2 separate regions of the Mus musculus genome follow, and region 1 is linked to region 2. Evidence: chromatin contacts called from public promoter capture Hi-C data. All regions are on one chromosome and are shown on one strand. Each heading gives the region's core, a stretch centred on a gene start, on an enhancer-like site or on the middle of the called end of the contact. The rest is flanking DNA. Distances are from core to core; before and after follow the strand shown.

Evidence for each region. Promoter capture Hi-C pulls out the DNA fragments that hold promoters and counts their contacts.
Region 1: a contact with region 2 is called in a promoter capture Hi-C map of embryonic stem cells, with 2.9 times the contacts expected there. The contact joins the enhancer-like site here to the promoter of Syt10 in region 2. A contact is called at or near these places in 7 of 39 promoter capture datasets (the HPC-7 cell line, the SN4741 cell line, cranial neural crest and 3 more) and 4 of 115 datasets of contacts at active chromatin or transcription factors (embryonic stem cells, forebrain and stem cell-derived neural progenitor cells).

Annotation. Positions count from the first base shown.
Region 1 is chr15:90,181,706-90,188,317 of GRCm38.p6, forward strand. No RefSeq gene overlaps it. Among named protein-coding and RNA genes, the nearest start is that of Alg10b, 39 kb to the right of the region's middle. Within about 2 kb of position 1,611, at least 6 of the 459 cell types and tissues checked have an H3K27ac peak or open chromatin away from gene starts, as enhancers often do. A contact at or near this core is called in embryonic stem cells, where this site is marked.
Region 2 is chr15:89,840,225-89,846,249 of GRCm38.p6, forward strand. Syt10 (synaptotagmin X) reads right to left here and starts at 1,636. Exons shown (of 7, transcript NM_018803.2): 1 at 1,395-1,636. The coding sequence starts at 1,545.

The DNA.
Region 1 (6,612 bases), core at 361-2,860, 340 kb after region 2:
ATGAGATCTTTAAATAAAGTAAATAAAGTTGGAAAGATAGTAGTCGTGAACAGGGTGACGGAGGAAGGCTCAGAGGAGAGCATCTTCAGAGATCCCACAAAGAAAAGTATCTGACTTTTATGTCCTTTTATGGAGTGGCAGGAAACTCTATACCACCTGATCTAAAATGACCTCTGTGACAAAGAGCATAAAGGAGAAAGGGCTGAATACAGCCATAAATCAGAACTATTGCATACCTTAGCTTCTTAGCTCTCTGTCAAAATGTCAGAGTATTTTAGACTTCTCTTAGTTTGGATTTCTATCAATGCAATAGTGACCAAAAGCAATTTGGGGAGGGAAGGATTTATTTCTTCTTACAACTCTTAGGTCAAACTCTTGACTGTTGGAAGTCAAGGCAGGAAGTCAAAGCAGAAACCTGCAGGCAGGAACTGAAGCATACATCATGAAGAAGCTCTGTGTATTGCCTTGCTCCTCCTGGTTTACTCAGTTTGCTTTCTTATAGCACCCAGGATCACCTGCCCGAGGGTGGCACCACCCACAGTGGGCCTAGTCCTTCCCAACAATCAAGCATCAATCAAGAAAATACACTACAGATTTGCCTACAGGTGAATATCATGAAGATATATATTTTTTCAGTTAAGATTCCCTCTACCCAAATGTGAGAAATCTTTCCATCTTCTGACATCTTCTTTAATTCCTTTCTTCAAAGACTTTTGTTTGTTTGTTTGTTTGTATGTTTTTGGTTTTTTGAGACAGGGTTTCTCTGTGTGGCCCTGGCTGTCCTGGAACTCACTTTGTAGACCAGGCTGGCCTTGAACTCAGAAATCCAACTGCCTCAGCCTCCTGAGTGCTGGGATTAAAGGAGTGTGCCACCACGCCCCTGCTGAAGTTCTTGATATACAGGTCTCTCACTTGCTCAGTCACAAGATATTTTACATTGTAGCTATTGTGAAGAGTGCTGCTTCCCTCATTTCTCCTTCAGCCTGTTTAACATTGTAGCCTTTTTGTTTTTGAGTTGATTTTGTATCCAGTCAGTGTGCTGGGGATGTTCATCAACTGTAAGAGTTCTCTGGTAGAATTTTTTGGGGTCCCTTATGTAAATAATTATATCATCTGCAAATAGCTATATTTTGACTTCTTTCTTTCCAATGTGTATCCCTTTGATCTCTTTCTAAAATTTGAAAGTGTCACTAACCATCCAAAGTATCCTGAAAACTTCCAAGCCTCTCCATCCTGGGCTTCTATAAAATAAACAAACAAACAAACAAATAAATAAATAAATAAATAAATAATAAATAAGTTGAATAATATCTCCCTCCAAGAGGGGGAAACCAGGGCACAGGTACATTCAAATGACGGCAAAAGTAGAGTCCAATGGTAATAACACATAAGGAACTGGGAATAGTCAGGAGTGTAGCCTCCCCCAGCCTCGAAGCAGGCTGATCCAGACTTTGACCTTGCTGCCACTAAGGAGATTACCTAGGGTGGAGCCTTTCGACTTAGATGGCTCTATTGTTCTGTCACCTGCCACTGCTCTCCTCCAAGACACTGCTACCTGCTGAGAGGCCCCTGAGATATTCTGGAGGAACATCTTATCCTGCATGCCAACAGGCTGGCTCCAGACACCAAGAATGGACTGTCGGGGCGATGGGTCTTCCCCCTTATAAGCACACTCTCTTAGTGAGCCTTAAACGGGGAATCTTCTTGGCTTCATTATATCTCTCTCGACATCTAAGTCTTTTTCAGCCCTAGCCTGCCTCCCAGGTGTACCCAATTCAAGTAGACCACGGGCCGGCATACAACACAGGAGCGTGGTATGCTAGGCATCTTATTTAGAAGTGAAGTAAGCCAAGCAGGATGGCCATCTGTAAAGTGAGATGCTTACCCTTGCGGTTATAAAAGAAATCACTCAGCATCTGTGTCTCTGCAGTTGACCTAAAAATGTCCCGAATCAAAATTGATTTTCCAAGAATGAACAGGGCCAGTTGTGTATCTCTTTGTTTCTCACGAGTGAGTGCTTTGAAATATATGAGAAGAGTATATTATAGTTTGCGCTTAGCAATTTCAATTAGAATTTCGCTTTTGCCCAATTCACTGACTTAATCACTGGGAATGTTTGCTCATACAGACAAGAATTCTGAAGGATAGCCAAACCAGGGAGCTTACCCTGATTTGCTTAAATATCTGTGGGCTGCTCATGCAGCAATTATTAATACCAGACATATGAAAAAAACTTGCTATTCAATATCACTAGATAGAATAATTGCAATTTGAAAACAGAATAAAAAAATTAACTGTTCTGGCTATTTTTCTTAGAACTTTAAAAGAAAGTGTGCGTGTGTGTGTGTGTGTGTGTGTGTGTGTGTGTGTGTATGTGTGTGTGTGTGTGTGCGTGTGCGTGTATGTGTGTGTGTGTGTGTGTGTGTGTGTGTGTATGTGTGTGTATGTGTGTGTGTGTGTGTGTGTGTGTGTGCGTGTGTGTGTGTGTGTGTGTGTGTGTGTGTGTGTACAGGCACTGCAGATGCTAGCTGTAGTCACCCAGTTCCCTAGACCATTGAGTTATTAAATGGCAAGTCAACTTCTGTGTTCATCATGATAGTCTGTTTTGCTTCTATTCATGACCCAAATCTCAAGTATTAAAAGATTTTTTTAAGCCAGGCAGTGGTGTCACACACCTTTAATCCCAGCACTTGGGAGACAGAGGCAGGTGGATTTCTGAGTTCGAGGCCAGCCTGGTCTACAGAGTGAGTTCCAGGACAGCCAGGGCTACACAGAGAAACCCTGTCTCCAAAAAAAAAAAAAAAAAAAAAAAAAAAGATTTTTTTAAATGCTTATTTTAGGCCCAATTTATGATCCTAAAGGTTCTACACAATAGACGGGTCTCTCAGCACTCGCTGCTTTACTGATTTTGTGGTCACAAGTCTCCACCATGCACGTTAGACTACTGTTTTTTTTTTTAAGTCATTCTTCGTATCTTACATGGGAGTCCTTCCTTTTTCTGATTCTCTAGTCCCCTGGGCAATGGGTGCAAAACTACTGCAGAAAACTTATAGGCTGCAATACCTTCATTGTTGTTGTTGTTGTTGTGGCTGTTGTTTATGCAATTGTGGATAGCTTTTGCAAACCTATCTAAAATGCCAATTTAAGGAAAGGACACTGTGCATTGCACTGTGCCTTTCCTTCAGCTTCCTTGACTAAAGCAAGCAATGTGAGGTTTGAGTCACAACGGGTTATTTTTGTCAGCCGCCCAGTTAGAAATGTGCACCCCAAATAAGATTCAGATTAGCAACACTGACTGCCATTGATTAAGCATGGAGATGCACAGTTGAGAATTTGAAGAGAAAGGGGAGGCGTCTGGACTCCTCACTGCTCATCAATGGTTGGGCCCTGCATCTCTAATCTAGAAGCACTACTTGACACACAAGATTGTCATAATTGCTCATGGCTGGCTCATGGGTGCTGCTGATGTCTTAGTCAGGGTTTGCTTTTCACCTGATGGCATCTTGCTCTACAAGAACAGCGATGACTCATATGATTGGCGGGGGGGGGGGGGGGGGGCGGAGGGGATGTAGGGTTTTTTGAATACCTATGCTTATTGCTCACATAATTAGCATTCTGCCATAAATGTCATTTTTGGGTGACATTGCACTGAGCTTTGTTATAAAGGGGTGGGCGACCAAAAGGAAGTGGCCTTTAATCTTGCTAAAAGTTAAAGATGAGTGAGCGAGTGAGTGAGTGAGTGAGTGAGTGAATGAGTGTGTTAGGTCAAGTGTTTGATCTGAGGTCTAGTTATAGATTGTATCAACTAATGAGTATTGAACTGAATTTTTAATATGAATCGGTTTTAAGCCACTTACACTAATGGAAGGCTTTCCTGACACAGAAACATAGCTTTCACATCAAAGGAAGTAAGAGATAGTTTATTCTGGAGCCAAATATCAGTGACTATGGCCCAGGAATATAGATTTAGGTGGCCCAAGGTCTCACGTTCCAATATGTAAGATGTTTCATACAGTTTTTTTTATAGTAACAGAACAAGTGTTTTAAAATATATTGATGGAAATATTTTTTAATATATAAGGGACAGGTTACAGCCAGTAGAGATATCTAGGCTCTGGGTCTAAGATGTATCTAAGAATACCGTTAGCCCTTAATTGGTGGAAAGCTAGGATAATGTTAAGCTAATACTTTCCAAAAAGGTTTCTTTTAATCTGTTAGGTTATTGGGTCAGACTTTATCTTTCACTGACAGAATGTTAAGCCTGACACAGGGTGGGGGGACAAGGAATGGCTATTTAGGGAACTTAAGATAGCTCAAGATAACTGGTAATTAGGCTCTGGGCCAGAGCATCCCATCCTGCCCATACCCCTGAAGTTGTAATCAGTCAATCAGCATTTGCAGGCACAGCTTCTTTCCAAGAATCCTTGGTCACTGCTTCCTTTATTAATATCATCCCTTTGAAAACACCCTGGTCTGGTCTGCAATTGGTTGCTTATTACCTCACACTTAGAAGTTAATTACTTGTCTATCAGACACATCGGAAGGGGATAGATAATGCAGCCACTAGTGGAGCTGGAGATTAGAAGGAGCCTGTTGATGCCTCCCAGTGGGAGTCTGAGGAATGCATGGAAATAAGAACAGACAGAATCATAGATTATCACGGTCCTGAGCATCATTCATGACTGTGGATGCCTGTATGTATCCAGGTACATCTGTTCTGTGCATTTCAGAATGCTCACAATATTTTAGAAAATAAGACTACATTGAGGACTCAGGAGATGGATCAGTGGGTAATGCACTTGCTATGTCAGGAATTTGAGTTCAGATCCCAATAGCCTATGTAAAGCTAGACAAAGGAGCATGTATCTGTGGTCCAATGGCTCCTATCACAAGACAGGAGGAGGAAGAATTCCCACGACTTCATAGGCCAGCTAGCCATGCATATTCAACTGAGAACCAAAACAGATCGCATTCCAAGTGAAATGGATGAAGTAGAAGGTGAGAAATGACACCCAAAGTTATTCTCTAAACACCCATGCTGTGATACACATCTGCCCCCCTCTCTCTCTCTCTCTCTCTCTCTCTCTTTCTCACACACACACACACACACACACACACTTGCACATACATGCATATCACAAATGAACACACAATACACATGGATTTTTTTAAATAAAAAAATCAAATTATTAACATCCAATATAGCCCAAGATAGGCTCTGGCTGCACAACATGTGTGTATTATTCTCCAGTGTTTTGCTTCCATTTGGTACATATAGTATTAAGGGTGTTATCTCTATGGAAAAATAAACACAACTTTCATTTGTGTACTGAGTTTAGGCCTTGAACACAGAATCCTGCTTAGCTTCAGAAATGTTTTCACCTACTGACTGTAACTTAAGTATAATGGGTCCCTTGTTCAACTTGCTGGTCTTTGCCTCCTTAGAAAGAATGGATGGCTATTGTGGCCACAGGGCTGAGACACTTTGATCCCAAGGAAACACATCGTATCTGAATGGTTTTTTGTTGTTGTTGTTGTTCTCAGACTGGTCCTGAGCTGAGTGTCTTCTTTAGATGGTACCCTGTACTCTTCATTTTCAGTAAAACAGATTAACTTTGATGTTTTCTGCCTGGGTCTAATGAAGGTTGTAATGACAATGAGCCCATCAGAGTCGCTGGTGCTTGTTTTAAACTGTGGGCACCCCTAACCATGTCTGAAGAGACTCAAGAACTCATCTTGGAAAATCAAACAACTCTGACAATGACAGGGAGCTGGGGAAAAGCATAGCCTTACCTGTTGCAGAGTATTTGATCACATTGTAAACCCCCAGATTGTGAACTGGAAAATCCTATTTCTCGTGGTGTGACTCAGCCCTAGCACACACCTTTAACACAAGAGCTCTCTGTGAACAAGGGCTAAATAAAATCAACTGTAAGTCAATCGGCAGAGTGAGCAACCACTTGACAGGTTGTGAACACAGGAAAACCCAGGAAAGAGAAAGGATGGTCTTTGTGTTGAAGGGTATTTAAGACAGCCTGGAGGAAAAAGGCTTTTTCCTTATGGGAAGTCAGTGGAGTAGGAAGGTCAGCTGGGTGCTTTCTCTGCCTCTCTGAGCTATCAGGCTTTCACCCCAGTATCGGCTCCTGAGTCTTCATTTGGTAAATTGAGCATTTGGGTTTGGTTTTAAAAACAACGTTCACCTAGTGGTTAGGATGTTTTTCAGATGTCTTCCCTTTCCCTTCCTTTATAAGAAAGCCCTTGAATTTGTAGCTGACCTTGGTTGTTTGCCAGAAGTCATCTCCCACTTTACATGGTGGCTCTTGGCAATACTTCAGCCAAGCAGAACCCAGTGTTGTTCTCTGAGCAGCTCAGAAAGTTCTGAATCTCTCCTTTTGCATGTGGTATAGCACATGGGATTCCTTTCTTCATGCGTTTTACAAGGTACTTTTATTTATTGTCATCATTGTAGGGCCAAACTCAGGAAATGCCACTAGCACTTACATTGAATTGAAGGATCTAGCAAAAACATCAGTAGAGTCTTCTAGCTGACTGTTCATCGCGGTTCACTTTTGATTTGCGTTACGTTGTGCTGTGTTGGTCTTTCAGCACTCA
Region 2 (6,025 bases), core at 386-2,885:
TGGACAGTCGAGAACCGAACCTGTTTTAGCGTCCATTTGTCATGCAATTTCTAACACTGTTAGCCAATGAGAGCCAGGAAACCACCTCTTCGTGTGTAATCGCAAGGGCCAAGAAAGAATAAGAATTAGGGGTATGGCCTCTGCATTGACTATTGGTGATCAAATACATGTCCTTAGAATTAAGTGTTCTCACTTCCTCCACTCTGAACCTAGGCTTAATGTTCACTTAAAGGCATTTTAGACGAGCTTACTCGGTTTACAGAGGTCTTTACAGTAGCAGCAGCACTTTGATTTTTTTTTTTTTTTACATCCTTTGCATCACACACACACACACACACACACACACTCACACACGCGGTTTAAATGGCTTTGGTTGTGTTTATACATTTAAAAAAAAAAGACGCTTCTATCACACTGACAGCAACAACAATGTATCATTCTGCTTCAAGAGTCCCTGGTTCTGATAAGCTCAGACAACCCCCCCTGCCCCCCCCCCCCCCCCCGCCCTGCTTCTGTTGCCATCAGCAGAGCATTTGGAAACCTTGGAGACAGTCAATGTAAACAACCCAAAGACACAGCTAAACCAGACCCATTCCCATCCCACCAGACTCTCCCTTCCTTTGTCTAGCTCTTAGGGTCGATGGTGAAACCATAACTCTTCTTTCATCTTCTGCACTTCTCTCCTGAGCCTGACGTTGCGGTTGCGCTTACCTGTTGCCCTGGCTACCCAGAAGGTAGAAACCCTTGCCTGGAGACCAAAATGACTCGAGAAAACAAAGTGAATGAGACAAGACCCCCCCACGCACGGAGCCAGTGCATCTCCTAAAGCGATCAAGTGACCCTGGGGTCATCTGATTACATCTCTTCCCCCTGATATTTGCTTCCAAGGTTCTGGACGCAACTGGAAAGGATTTAAAATCTCTTTTCCATTTTTTTGACAAGTGTCCTGAGTGCCTGGTGTCAATAGTCCCTACCCTTTCGCCACGGTAGCCAAGAAGCGCTAGAAAATTACATATGCATTATAAAAGGCATTGGAAGCTTTGAAGAGCTCGACAGGTTGCATCTGAAAGTTAGAGCTGAGGGATCCTTCCTGCGTTTGGGGCTTGACGACACAGCCTTCCCTCTAGAACTAGGTTCCTTGAGGCCAAGCGCAGATTCTCCTGCCAGGCTGGGTGATTCTGCTACACCCTGCAGGACAAGCTAGAGCACCGAGTCCCTGGGACGCCAGAGCAGCAGGTGGGAGAGCGCGAGAGCAGCCTGGGAGCAGAGACCTAGCAGGTGCAGGCAACAAATCCAGCGAGCAAGTCCCCCGAGGCCCGGCAAGATAAGCTCCAGCCAGGAAGTCAGCCCCGAAAATGCCCCTTGTCCCGGGAAGCGCAAGCGGATCCCCTTACCTGTGCCACCTCCTCCCTGGCCGCTCCTATCGGCTGGAAAGATGCCCGAACACTTGTCCCACTCCACCTGACCCGCGAAGCACAGCTCGGTGATGATGTGCAGCGCCTTCTGGCACAGGCTGCTCACACCGTCCTCCTTGCGGAAACTCATCTTGGCTTCTGCTCGCAGCTCCGTTGATCTCCCTTGGTCTGAGGCAGAGCCCTAAGAGTTGCGAGTTGGCCCCATGGTTGGCACGGGCGCAGGAGGGCGGCGCGCGCCAACGGACGCTGCTGCCAGGTCTGCGCTTCTCCTCGGAGCGCTCGGAGGCGCGCGCGGAGCCCAGCCGGCGGGGAGCGAGGGGCGGCGGCGCGCAGAACGGCGCCTCCCGGGTGCTGGGCGGCGCGGCCAATGGCAGGCTGGCGCGGGCAGCGGGGGCAGAGGCGACAGTGCCCTCCATACACCTTTCTGAGCCCCCGTCACACTCTTTTCATTTCTCCCTTTCAATCCAACTTTGCTACTCCCTGGTCCCTCCCCGATTCTTTATCTTTTAAAAAAAGAAAGAAAGGAAAAGCTATTCCCCGTTCCAGACCTGCGGATCTTTATTTTTATTTTTAAATAAAAGTAATCAGAAGACAGGTCATGCGAGGTAGAGTGACACCTGTTTACAATTTGTTTTTAAACGACTTGGAACAATGATAGTTTGGGGATAGAGAACGTTCTAGGTAAGAACACTGTTATCACCAGCAGTGAGGTTCATCAGAAGTTGGGTTTACCCGGCACTGTGAACAGGAAAATTTGAATTCACTGTCATCTACAGAACGAAATATGCCATCCATCAGGGTTTTATTTATTGAAATCATAACTCGTGACTGAGAGACGCCACTTGATTCTAGTTTCTTCTCTGCTGGCGGCTTAAACAGTGCGAAGACAAGATTTCTGTGTCAAACGAGTGTGGGGGATTAGGTTCAGTGCAATCAGCTACAGGCGCACTCTTAATTGTAAAGACATTGTTTTGAAGTCTTTTTCACAGCCTGTTAGAACAAAGGGCTTTAATGGGGGGCATCAATCCCCCGACCCCCGTCTAAATTTCTCTAATTCAAGTTGGTGTAAATCAGCAATGAAGCTGAAGATACAAAATAAAATTAGAAAGCAGTTACCCCAGGCTATGATAAAGCTACCACAGGCTATGATAAAAGCAACTACTCAGTTTAAAAACCCTTTCCACACCAGCCCGTGAATCAGATAGTTCTTCACTCTCTGTTTTCCAATTCCAAGTCGCCAGTCTTATCCTCAGCTTTGTAGAAGACCATTTGCTGCTGCCACAAAGTTCTCTCAGCCCCCATTTCCCACAGGATAATGCAGAACTTCTCCTCACTGAATCCCTTTATCTCAGTCTCTAACCCCTGGAGGTACTCCCTGTAAACCCTCTGGCCATACCTGCCTGAGTAGCCAATGCAATCTTCACTTTCCTTCCTGCCTTCCAATCATCCCCAGACCTGTAGCTGACCACCTGCCTGGGGCCCCTCCTAGATCTCTGCCTCTATTTACAGGGAACCACTTTGCTCCTGCCAGGAGAACAGGCAGGCTACCCTCCCTCCAGTGTACTCTCTCAGTTCCACCACTCCTATCTAGCCCATTCCCATTTCTCGGGACAGCTCCCAATACCTAGAAACACTTTCTAACCCAGGAATCCCAGTGACCACCGAAACACTCCTTACCAGGCATACCTCTTAATCTTTTAAAATAGCTACTCCTTGGGGATCAAGGGTTCAAGTCTATGAGCCTGTAGAGACTGTTCTCATTCAAGCCACGACAAGGAGGGGTGATCAAAGAAGGAGAAGGTAGAAAGCAGGAGGGGGGGGGTTGAAGAGGGACACTTAAAGCCATTTGAGGAGTCATATAGAAACCCAATACAGTAGAAGCTTCTAAAATGTACACATATATGAAAGTGATCTAACTGAAATCACCAAATAATGAGGAAACAGAGCCCTACCTGCACATCCCTCAATTAAATGAAACTTCCAAGTCCATGGATAGGTTATAGTTAATGTAGTTATTGTTCAAAGGGTCCCATAGAAGCCCCAAACAACTCAAGCTATTGTCAAAGGTATTGGTGGCTCTCCACTAGATGACAGAGAAGCCATTCCGGTAAAGACAACACCTACACAACTCACTGAAGATGGAGAAGTGGTGCTCTTGCCGACACTGGGACTTCACTCCTATGGACCAGTGTTCATGGTTACTGGAAGGTACGTGGGATGTTTCTGAAGAAGAAAGGTAAAAACCGACCCAGCTACAAACCCTTCCACTTGTAATTGTGACCTGCCTGCAAGATACAATGGGGCAGTAATGCTACAAGCATTGTAGGAATAACCAGCTAGTATTTGATTGGATTTAAGTCCTGCTCCAGGAGATGGAACTCATACCCAACCGTGCTTGGGTGGCCAAGAACCTGAGACTAGAGAGACAAGGGAGTGGGGTATCCTTGTATGAAGACTCCCCCTCCCCAACCCTTACCCAGAATATGTCTCCAACTGGTAACTGCTTACAAATGAAAACTTAGTTTACTCCAACAGAGTTCACTGGTTATAGAAAACATGCTTAGGACAGGCCACACGCTCAGCAGTAGATGATCAATACAAAACTAACTCAATGGCAATTTTGGAAGGTTATTTGTCTCAGGGCTTCTTTTCTCTTTCTTTTTTTCCTCCTGTTCCTTCTCCTCCTTCCTTCTCTTTTTAAACCTTATAGTTGTTTTATATATATATTATGTGTACTGGCTGGTTTTGTGTGAATTTGACATAAGCTGGAGATATCACGGATAAAAGAGCCTCCCTTGAGAAAATGCCTCCATGAGATCCAGCTGTAGGGCATTTTCTCAATTAGTGATCAAGGGTTGGAGGGCCCATCGTGGGTGGTGCCCTGGGCTGGTAGTCTTGGGTTCTATAAGAGAGCAAGCTGAGCAAGCCAGGGGAAGCAAGCCAGTAAGTAACACACCTCCATGGCCTCTGCATCAGCTCCTGCTTCCTGACCTGCTTGAGTTCCAATCCTGACTTCCTTTGGTGATGAACAGCAGTTTGGAAATGTAAGCCTGAATAAACCCTTTCCTCCCCAACTTGCTTCTTGGTCATGATGTTTGTGCAGGAATAGAAACCCTGACTAAGACATTGTGCTTTATGGTTGTATGTTTCATGAAACTTATGTTTGTGTCTCTGCGTGCTTTTTCTTCTTTTACTTTTTCATTGTCTCTTGTTCGTGTTTGTTCCTTTTGTCATATTGCGCTATTAAAATATTTCTGTTATTATTAGTTTTTAGGTGTCTGTTTTCTGACAAGAAAGAGAAAGGGATGGTGTAGAATTTGGTGGTGGTGGGGAGAGAATCTGGGAGAAGCGGTGTGGGGTGTGTGTGTAAAACCACAATCAGGGTATATTGTATGGATATGAAATTTATTTCAATCAAAGGAAAATAGCAGAGAAAAAAATCATTTTCATGTGATTCACTCCCATGTTGTATCCCTAGGGTTTGATTATCTATTATTAGGCAAAGGAGACATAATTTCTGAAACAGAACATGCTGAGCATGTTTGTTTTCTCGTTCTGTTAAAACACAGGATTTTATTTTCAGCTACCAGTCAGTCTATGGTTCATGTCTCCTGGATGGACAATACGGTAAGGCTCACCGTAAGGATTAGGAACAGCAGCACGGTGGGTAAGCATTCATTAGCTGAGTCACTTTTACCTGATTCATAGGAACACTGAGTGGTATGACACAATCTAGAAACACTAAAATCTGCAGGGTTCTTTTGTTTTTGCCTTTTTTTGTTTTGTTTTGGTTTTTGTTCTTTATTGCATAACGAGTAGTGATTTTTAAGACGAGAATAAAAAATAATTTAACAGTTAGTTAAAAAATATTGACTCTCTCCTGAATGCTGGACGTTAAGTAACACATTTTAGTAGAGGACTTTCCAGTCGTTCTTGCCCTCCTCGTTTATCTACAGTCTGGGCAGAACAGTGTGTAGTGCATCATGTGAGTTTGAAAGCTCTGGGTGAGCAGAATGTGATGTGGAGGAACAAATGAGTAATTTATCCTCTACACCACTTACAGACTGTGCTTGCTTAAGTAGAGTGATGCAGATCCCTCTAATAACCCTCTTAAGTTTGATTTCTGCTTTAGATTAAGTAAACATATTCTGAAAGTAACTTTTCTGGTATTAGTTTATAGAGTCCTAAGCCTTTTGCTACTCTCAGGAGTGTTTTTGCGACCTGAGTAAACTTTCCTGATGCTGGGACCCTTGAATACAGTTGTTCATGTTACTGAGACCCCAAATCATAAAATTATTCTTTGTTGCTACTTCATAACTGCAATTTTGCTACTGTTATAATTGTTATGTAAATATCTGTGTTTTCTGATGGGCTTAATTGACCCCCACGAAATAATCCTTTGACGCCCACCCCCTAAAAGAGTCATGACCCACAGATCGAGAATCACTGTTTCAGATGGACATCCATTTGTTTGAAGTTATTCTTTCTTTATCTAAAATGAATGCCATGAGGTTCTGTCTTTTCTCTTGGTTGTTTGGTCCTTTCTACAAACCATTTATTAACAAAGGAATCAAAACACTGTTATCTTCTGTTTGGTAATAGCTCAGTGC